Regions from separate parts of the Sus scrofa genome. Here all the other regions are linked to region 3. The links are chromatin contacts, called in public HiChIP or PLAC-seq maps. All regions are on one chromosome and are shown on one strand. The core of a region is the stretch at or near the end of the contact, and the rest is flanking DNA. Distances in the headings are between cores, read along the strand shown. Region 1 holds the start of NDUFS8 (NADH dehydrogenase [ubiquinone] iron-sulfur protein 8, mitochondrial). Region 2 holds the start of KMT5B (histone-lysine N-methyltransferase KMT5B). Region 3 holds the start of CHKA (choline kinase alpha).

Region 1 (2,700 bases), core at 199-2,698, 79 kb after region 3:
ACCACCCTCCTTTTACGGAGTGGCAACTAAGGCTGGGAGAGGGGGAGCCCTGCCAGGACTACTCACTGTAGGTGGCTGCGACCGCGCTGCTGTGGAGGGTCCGGGCGCTGGGATGTCCTGCAAGGAGAGGGGTTCCGCTGTGCAGCTGCGACCTCATCCTGAGAGGTGGTACCGCACCCAACCCCAACCCCAGAAAGGCCCCCGAGTCCTACCTGCATGTGCAGCCTGGGCCTGGGCCAGGGCCCGCAGCAGCATGGGCGTGCTCAGGCAGCGCATCTGTGGGGGTGAAAGGGAGGGAGGTGTAGGTGGGTCCCATACAGGGCCCCCCAGACCCCCGCACTCCAGCACTGCAGGAGCCCTGACCCTTGACCCAGCACGACCACGTCATCTTGTCCCCTACTCAACCCCATTCTGATCAGAGGCACAGGCAGCCTTCCCGTTCCCAGGTGTAGCCCCTCCCAGCCTCCAGATGGACGCAGATAACACTGCCAACAGCCTTTACTGAGAGCTCCCTGTGCCAAGCACATTGCTAGGGGTCACGTGCACTGTCACTTTGTCCTCAGGAGGACTCCCACCCACCCCAGAGGGAGGCACAGATGAGAAGCTGCGCTCACTCGTGTGAAGTGACCTGCCCACAGTCACACCTAAGGAGGTGAGACCAGGATGTGAACCCAGACCAGACCCCTCCCTTCACACCTCCAGGCCTCCCCTGCTGGAACCCTTTAAAGGCTCAAATAACCCTCCAGATCAACTCCTTTCCCCAGCATCCAGGCCCTTCTGGAACTGTCTCCCAGCCTGCAGTGACCTTGGGTTTTCTCGTCTGTGAAACGGGAGCTCGACGATGCCAAGGGTTTAGCCCCGGGCCTGGCACTTAGCCTGAGCTCAAAAGTGCCCCTCCCGTGACCTGTGACCTCTACAGGGCCCATTTCTTTGACCGCCGAATTCAGTGACAGGAGCCCAACCCAGCTCCTTCCCCGACCTTCCTCACGACCTCTGACCCCACGGATGCGGGCGGCGCCTGCGCCCTGAGGGTATGGGCCTCTCGATCCGCCCGCTGCACGCTCAAGGGCACGGAGGCTGCGGGTCCTGGGCGGGCCGAGATGAGCCTGGGCGCGGAGCCAGCGGGGCCAGCAGGGGCTCCACACTCGCCCCCGACGCCGCGCTGCCCAGACCTGGCCTTAACAATTGAGCCCCGAACACCCACCTTGAAGCGCTGCCGCTCCTTCCCGTGCGGAGGAGGCCGGTCCACCGAGAGGCGGAGCCTACATTCCTGGGACGCTTCCATTGGGCCGGCTGGCTTTGCCTTTTCCGCGCTGACTCTTCATAGTGTGGTCTGATTGGCTGATGCGGCCAAAAGAGGCGGGATCAAAGACGACCTTTAATCCGATTGGCTAGGGAAGAGCAGGCGCTCGAAGTGCGGTAGAGCGCCGCCGAGCTGGATTCAAGAGGCTGATGAACCGGGACTCCCGGTTCCTTGGAGGCGGGACATCCGAGGCGTGGTTTAGGGAAGCTGCTCCAGTTCTGACTGGGCATCCTGGCCAGAGGTACCCGCCCCCCTCCGCCCCCCCGGCCTCCGCGGGCGGTATGTGATAGCGGGGACGAGAATCTCGGCGCTTGATTACGCGCGGGAGCCGTGCCTGCTCCGGGCTAAAACTTCACCCGAGCGGTTTCATTTAATCCTCACGGAGCCCTGTGTGAAGGAACGATCGTTCTCGCTTTACAGATGGGGAAACTGAGGCACGGGCATGCGTAATTACTTGGTCCAAGCCTTAGAGCTGCTGCGTGTGGCCGCCACAACGGTCTTGGATCTAAACGACTCGGGAGCCCCGTCCCTCAACGGCCACCAAAGCGGTGTTTCCTCCCAGTGACTTGTGCGGCAGAGGGACCCCGGAGGCCGAGAAGATCCCCTAGGTCATCTGGGTCGGAGGGAGTGGAAAGTGGTCAGGGAGGACTTCCTGGAGGAGGTGCCGTCCCAGCAGACAGTAAAGAGGAGTTGGGCAGAACAAGAAGGACCAGAGGATATGCCCAGCGTCAGTGCAGAGGTCTGCCCGAAAAGGAGGACACCTCGAGGGCATTTGAAGAGGACAAGGAGAGGGTGGCACGCATGGGGCCTCCCAGGGACTGTTAAGGGTCCAGACTTGTGGGCCAGAGCACGCCTCTGAAGGGGGTCAGGCTGAGGGCCACGTGGGTACTGCGGAGGAGAAGGGCTGGGTCTGGGCACAGTGATTGCTGTATGGCTCAGGGAAGTTCGGCAGCATTATAGAATCATCTGGAATTGTTCAAAGATGGGATCTGGGAGGTGAGAAGGGAGTATCCAGCAGGAGGCCCAGGAGTTTGGCTCTGGTGGCTGAGTGGAGGGGGACCACGCCAGGGCCTTGGGGCCCAGGAGGATTGGCAGGCAGGGCAGCGTGTGAGTCCAGGCTGGGATATGCTGTGGGGAAGGCACCCAGGGCCAGCCACTTGGGGGACGGGAGCACATCCAGAGCTCCCAAGAGGCGCAAGCTGAAGGGGAGTCCTGCTGCAGGTGTCTCATCAGCTTGAACTGGAGGGACAGGTGGGGGGAGAGACGACGGGGGCAGCCTCACCCACCCAAGTGAGGAGACAGGACACCTGAAGCTTGGAGTCAGCGATTCAGCTCCGAGATTTAATCCTCACAGTGCTGTCTGGAGGTGCTGTTCGCTACCTCCTCTGTACACAGAC
Region 2 (2,700 bases), core at 69-2,568, 78 kb before region 3:
CCTCAGTGGGCCACCTGCGGAAGGGGCTAATGAGCGTCCTGTCTGCCACCCAAGGTCAAGGGGGAGGAATAATGAGGTTCCTCGGCCCACAGTCCGTGCGGTCACCCACACGCCCCGCGGAACCGTCCTTTCCGGTCGGCCTACTCGGGGCCAGGCCCTGGGGGATGCAGAGGAAGCCAAAGGAGACGTGGGGCTCCTCCGGGAATAGGTGGACCCGCCGGCCCTGCCCGCCTCCTCTCTGCAGGAGCCGCGCTGGGCTTCCCTAAGTTCCGGAAGCGGCGGCGTCTTTAGCAACCCCGCCCCCCCACCCCCGCTCCAGGGCCTTTGCACTTGTTGGGCTCACGTCGCCCAACCGCGCCCTCCTCCGAGCGCCCCTCCGCGTCGGGGGAGACCCTTCGGGCGCCGCCTCCGTGCATCCGCCCGCCGGCGGCAACCTCGACGCCTGCACCTCTCCCCGGAGTGCTGGATGAGGGCGCTGGCCCACGCCCCGATCGGCTCAGAGGTCACCTGCCCTGTCGGTGCCTCAGTTTCCCTACGTATGAACCAGGAAAAGACGGTCCGCTCCTGCTGGGGGTCGTTGTAGGGAGGACGAGAGACGGGGCACCCGGCAGGCAGTAAAGGCTGGTACTCCCGGTCCTCTCGCGATTGTTATTTCTCAGTCATCATCGCCACCTGCGGGCCCCAAGGGCGGGGCTTCGCACGCTCCCCGCACACCTGGCGCGAGTGAGCCTCTCCCCGCAACACCCCGACCCGCCCAAGCTTTCCGGAGGGGCCGCATGCTCGGGGCGGGCACTGCCCAACCAGGGAGGCGGGAAGACCTGTTTCCCGGGAAGCCGGCACACAGTAGGCGCTCAGGCAAGGGGCGGCCGACGCTAGGAAGCCAGTGGCCTGATGAAGGCACGCTCCCTCCCTCCTCCCCGCACACTAGGCGGTGGAGCGCTCAGGCTGCCCACAGGCCTCGAAGGGTGGGTCAGCTTCCAATGACACCCATTCCCACAACAAAGAGGCTCGCCTCCGTGGGGCCGCCTCCCCCCGGCGCAACCCGGAGGCGCCCTGGGCGAGGAGCCCGTCCGTCCCCCCACCCCCACCCCGCTCCCGGGCTGCTCCCGTCCCAGCTCGGGAGTTGTAGCCGGTGGGTGCAGCTGCGCCCGGGAACCAAGGTGGAGGGCAGCCTCGCCGGGACCGGAGCACAACAGGCCTCAGGCTTGAGGGGCGCCTGAGGGGCGCGCGACGACGCCGCCTCCAGCCGCGATTTAAAGGGCAGCTGAGGGGCGGAGGGATCTCCTGCGACTACTCGACACGGATCCCTCCGCCGCGAGCGAGCGAAGCAGGGAGTCGCCTCGTCCGCTCGAAATTCGCTTTTTGTCCCTCCGCCGCGGGAGCACCCGGCGGGGAACTCATTTCTTTCTCGGGTTTCTCCGCCTCCCCCCACCCCCCGTCCCGTAAAAGCAACAGAGGCGGCCGCAGCGGCGCGAGCCCGGAGTGGTGTCCCTCCGCCCGGCCGAGGGCACTTCTTTTCGTGTCCTTCCACCGTTCCCGGGCGGCGTCCGAGCGGCTCACCGGGGGCGGCGACGCGTCTGCGGCGCGGGCGGCGAGGCTCCGGAGCTATGAGGTGAGGGCGCCCGGGCACCGGAGGCGGCACGCGCGGCGCCAGGACCCGGGACGCGGAGCCACCAGGCCAGCGGCTGCCTTTGGAACCCCGAGGCCGCGCGAGAGGCGAGGTGAGGCCCGGGGCGCGGGGGCGCGGGGGCGCGGCGCGGTGGGGGCGGGGGGCTCCGGCCGCCGCGGGGACTCATTTCCCGACAGCGGATGGAGCGGGCGGTGCTGCGGCATGCGCCGCCATCTTGGATTTTACTCTCCATTTTTCTCTGGAATTATTTTTGGTGATTAATTTTCTGGGGGGACGGGGGAGTGGCGCTGGGGAGCGCGGGCCCCCCAGTGCAGCGGCCGGGCGGCGGGGCCTCGACGCGCCCCGAGGAGGAGCGGGCAGCGCCCGGCGGTGAGCGGGGGGCGGGCGTGCGGGGGGCGCCGGGGCGGCGGGCGCGGGCGGCGGCCGGCGGGCTGGGGGCGGGCCGGCGGGCGCGGGGGCGCCGGGCGGGGGCCGGGGCCGGGGCCGCGGGGGGTGGGGGCGGCGACCGGGGGAGGGGCGCGGCGGCGGCGGCGGCGGCGGCGGCGGCGGCGGCGGCGGGCGCGGGGCGCGGGCCCTGCAGTGGGCGCCGCCGCCGGAAGGGAGCGGTAGCGGCCGCCGGGCAGCGCCGGGCCGGCCCGCGGCCGCACGAGGGGAGCAGCCCCGCCGCTCGCGATTGGGGGACTCTGTTTTCCCTCTTCTCCAATGGGCAGCCGTGAACCGTCTCGCCCAATCTGCTCCCTCTGCCGCGCTCCGCTTCGGGCTGTTTTTGTTTGGACTCGAGCCTCCCTTCGGCTCGCCTCCCGGGCCGCTGCTCCGCCCGCGCCGGGCCGCCCTCGAGCGCGGCTGGGGCCTCTGGCCGGGGCTTGTCTCCCGGCGCCCTCGCCCCGCCGGCGCCGCGTCCCGAGCCGAGGCGCTGGTCCTCCCGGGGCGCCTGTCTTCCTTGCGCTTCTCCGAGGGTGATGTGTCCGCGTCGCCCCACCTCTGAGACGCGGGGAAGCTGTGTTCAGGATGACAGCTCGACGCGGCTTGCCGGCGTGCTGTAGAAGCGCGGCGGACGCAGAGCAGCCCGC
Region 3 (2,700 bases), core at 95-2,594:
TTCTCAAGGCTGGTATTTTTAGACAAAGTCCTTGGCTCCCTTATCTAAATAGCCTGACTGAAGACCTTGATTTCTCAGCGTTTCCAGCATCCAACGGGACTGGTCTCCGCGGCCTCTCTCCAAAGCCTCTGGACGGCTCCCAGCTCCCTCCAGTTCAATGTCCAGGCCCACCTCCACAGCTGTCTGGACAAAAGCCCCCTTTCATCACAATCCTTTTGTTCAATAAGCCCATTTTTCTTGGAGCAAGTTCAGCCAAGTACCCGCTGCTTAGCAGACCTGTTTTCTTCCCCAGCACTGTGAAATCCCCTCACAGAAGCCGTTTCCTGTATGCTAGGCCCTGAATTTCCGAAGCAGCCAGGGGAACCTCCTCTAGTCCCAGCTCATGGCCAGTAAAAGAGGATCTGTCATTTTCAAATGTATCCCTACTCCATTTACTTTCAGAAAGGACTGGGGCGGCGGGGTGCGAGCTGAGTGAGGGACCTGGGGTGGTAAACGTGATAAATGGAGCAGGGGGCCCTCGCACCCGCCTCCGCGGGCAAAGGTGCTTCAGTCACAGTCAGGGGGCTGCCTCCTGCGCGGGGGCGGGCGGACGGGGCGGCATCCACAAAGCCAGCAGGCCGCAGCACTCACCTTTGGCCAGTGTTCAGGGAGGCTGCGGGGATGCCGCCCCGCTCGCCCCAAGGTTCGAGGCCCCGGCGTCCTCAGCACCACGGACAGGGAAACTGAGGCTGCAGAAGCCGTCACAGGGCTGGGCCGGCTGTGCGGCCTTGAACCAGTCGCCTCTTCTCTCTTTTTGACCTGGGAACAATAATTTCTCAGGCTCCAGCTAGGACAGGGCGTGGTCGCGCCTCCCAGGGAGCTGAACCGGCGCTGTTAAATGTTATAAAAACACACATATGGAGCTGCAGAAGGAGGTGCCTCGCCCCAAGGTCACGCGGAGAGAGAAGCCAGCCTCCTGGCACCAGCTTCCTGCCTGTCCCCCCCCCGCCAGGCCCCCGCCTCTGATGTCTTGCAGGTTTCGAGGGGTTCAAGCACAGTTGCAGCCTCCAAGGTCAAGCTCGGGCTCCTCTGAGGCTCAGGGCCACCCCGCCTGCCCGCCCTCGGGGAGCCCCCACACCACGTTAGCTTTCTCCATCCCCGGCGCCCCGGGTCCCGCTCCACGCCCCGCCTCCCGCAAGGCCCCGCCTCCCGCGGCCGCCGCACCCGGGTCGGGGTGGGGGCGGGGGCGGTGTGCTGCCGCCGCAGCCAATGGGGAGGCGGCGTGGCGAGGGCGGAGGCGGTTGTGATGCGCTGGGCCGGCGGGCGGCGGCCAATCAGCGGCGAGCCCGAGGGCGGGCTGTGACGCGGCCGGCGGTCCTCGTGCGGCGGCGGTATAGGAGCGAGCGCCACGGCGAGCAGGTCCAGCCGAGAGCTACCGCCGTCCGCCGCTCGCTGCCTCCGCACCGCCGCCGCCCCCGGCCTGCCCGTCAGCAAGCGGGTGAGCGGCCTCCACGCTCGGCCTCCGGGAGGGGGCCGTCCGGCCGGACCCTGAGCCTCGCCCTCTCTCGCTGCGGCCGACCGCGCCTCCTCGGCCGCCTGCCCGGCATGAAGACCAAGTTCTGCAACGGGGGCGAGGCGGAGCCCTCGCCGCTCGGGCTGCTGCTGAGCTGCGGCAGCGGCAGCGCGGCCCCGGGGCCCGGCGTGGGGCAGCAGCGCGACGCCGCCAGTGACCCGGAGCCCAAGCAGCTGGGCGGGCGGCAGCCGCCGCTCGCGCTGCCCCCGCCGCCGCCGCCGCCGCTGCCGCTGCCCCCGCCGCCGCCGCCGCCGGCGGACGAGCAGCCCGAGCCCCGGACGCGGCGCAGGGCCTATCTGTGGTGCAAGGAGTTCCTGCCCGGCGCCTGGCGGGGCCTCCGCGAGGACCAGTTCCACATCAGTGTCATCAGGTCGGTGGCGGCCGCGCGCGGGGCGGGCGGGCGGGCGGGCTGCGCGGCTGCGGTCAGGTGACGCTGGCCGGGGGCGGGGCGGGAGGCCGGGCCGGGCACGGGGGCGCGGGCCGGGCGGGGGGCAGCGCGGCCCTCGAAAGGCACCTTTCCCGAGCCCTTGTGAAATCCGAGCCCAGTCCCGCGCAACGGGCCCCGCGGCCACCAAGACCCTCCGGAAGGCAGGCTGTTGAAAAAATACCGGTTTCGTGGGAAAACAGGTCTCTTCTCAGGAGGACAATACTGATGGATCACAAAGTACTTTTTGTAGAGAGCCTGAAAATATGCAAGTGTTTTTGCGGTTTAGGGCCCTGAATGAAGGAGGGATGTTGTGGCAGGCTTAAAAAAATATGCCTTGGTAACTTTGACTTCTAGTTGCTCAAGTCCATGATTTGAATTTCTTTTTTTTTTCCCACTGAAAGAGACATTTGTTGGTGGTGAAGGGGTGACATTCGCTCCTTCCCCACTGACACTGTTCAGACGTGTAGGTGTGTTACTAGCCAAAATTAGGATGTGTGGCTCCAGAAGTTACTAGGAGTAAGGTAGAAAAATCACCCCCCCCCCTCGTTTAGGCTTAAAAAATCAATCATAAGTTTAAATTACAAAAAAAAGTAGGTGTGTACCTATTCAGATTTCTTAAGGAAAACATAAACTTGATTTTTGTGGTACTGCACCTGTGACATCACCCCTCACCATGTAGGAGCCTTCCTTCCATTCAGCCCTTCAAATATGTGTTGTCTTT

What was found. HiChIP or PLAC-seq counts read pairs in DNA pulled down with a chosen protein or histone mark.
Region 1: a contact with region 3 is called in an H3K27ac HiChIP or PLAC-seq map of alveolar macrophages. The contact joins the promoter of NDUFS8 here to the promoter of CHKA in region 3. A contact is called at or near these places in 1 of 5 promoter capture datasets (liver), 3 of 47 Hi-C or Micro-C datasets (heart right ventricle and liver) and 2 of 2 datasets of contacts at active chromatin or transcription factors (alveolar macrophages and skeletal muscle).
Region 2: an H3K27ac HiChIP or PLAC-seq map of alveolar macrophages shows a contact between it and region 3. The contact joins the promoter of KMT5B here to the promoter of CHKA in region 3. A contact is called at or near these places in 2 of 5 promoter capture datasets (both in liver), 2 of 47 Hi-C or Micro-C datasets (embryonic fibroblasts and liver) and 2 of 2 datasets of contacts at active chromatin or transcription factors (alveolar macrophages and skeletal muscle).

Annotation. Positions count from the first base shown.
Region 1 is chr2:4,865,944-4,868,643 of Sscrofa11.1, forward strand. It overlaps NDUFS8 (NADH dehydrogenase [ubiquinone] iron-sulfur protein 8, mitochondrial), which reads right to left and starts at 1,449. Exons shown (of 7, transcript XM_003122434.3): 1 at 1,205-1,449; 2 at 213-276; 3 at 67-117. The coding sequence starts at 1,285. It also overlaps a transcript of ALDH3B1 not described here.
Region 2 is chr2:4,709,218-4,711,917 of Sscrofa11.1, forward strand. KMT5B (histone-lysine N-methyltransferase KMT5B) reads left to right here and starts at 1,319. Exons shown (of 11, transcript XM_021082731.1): 1 at 1,319-1,721. It overlaps LOC102162815 (a long non-coding RNA gene), which reads right to left and starts at 1,103. Exons shown (of 4, transcript XR_301556.3): 1 at 1-1,103.
Region 3 is chr2:4,787,164-4,789,863 of Sscrofa11.1, forward strand. CHKA (choline kinase alpha) reads left to right here and starts at 1,345. Exons shown (of 13, transcript XR_002341423.1): 1 at 1,345-1,922.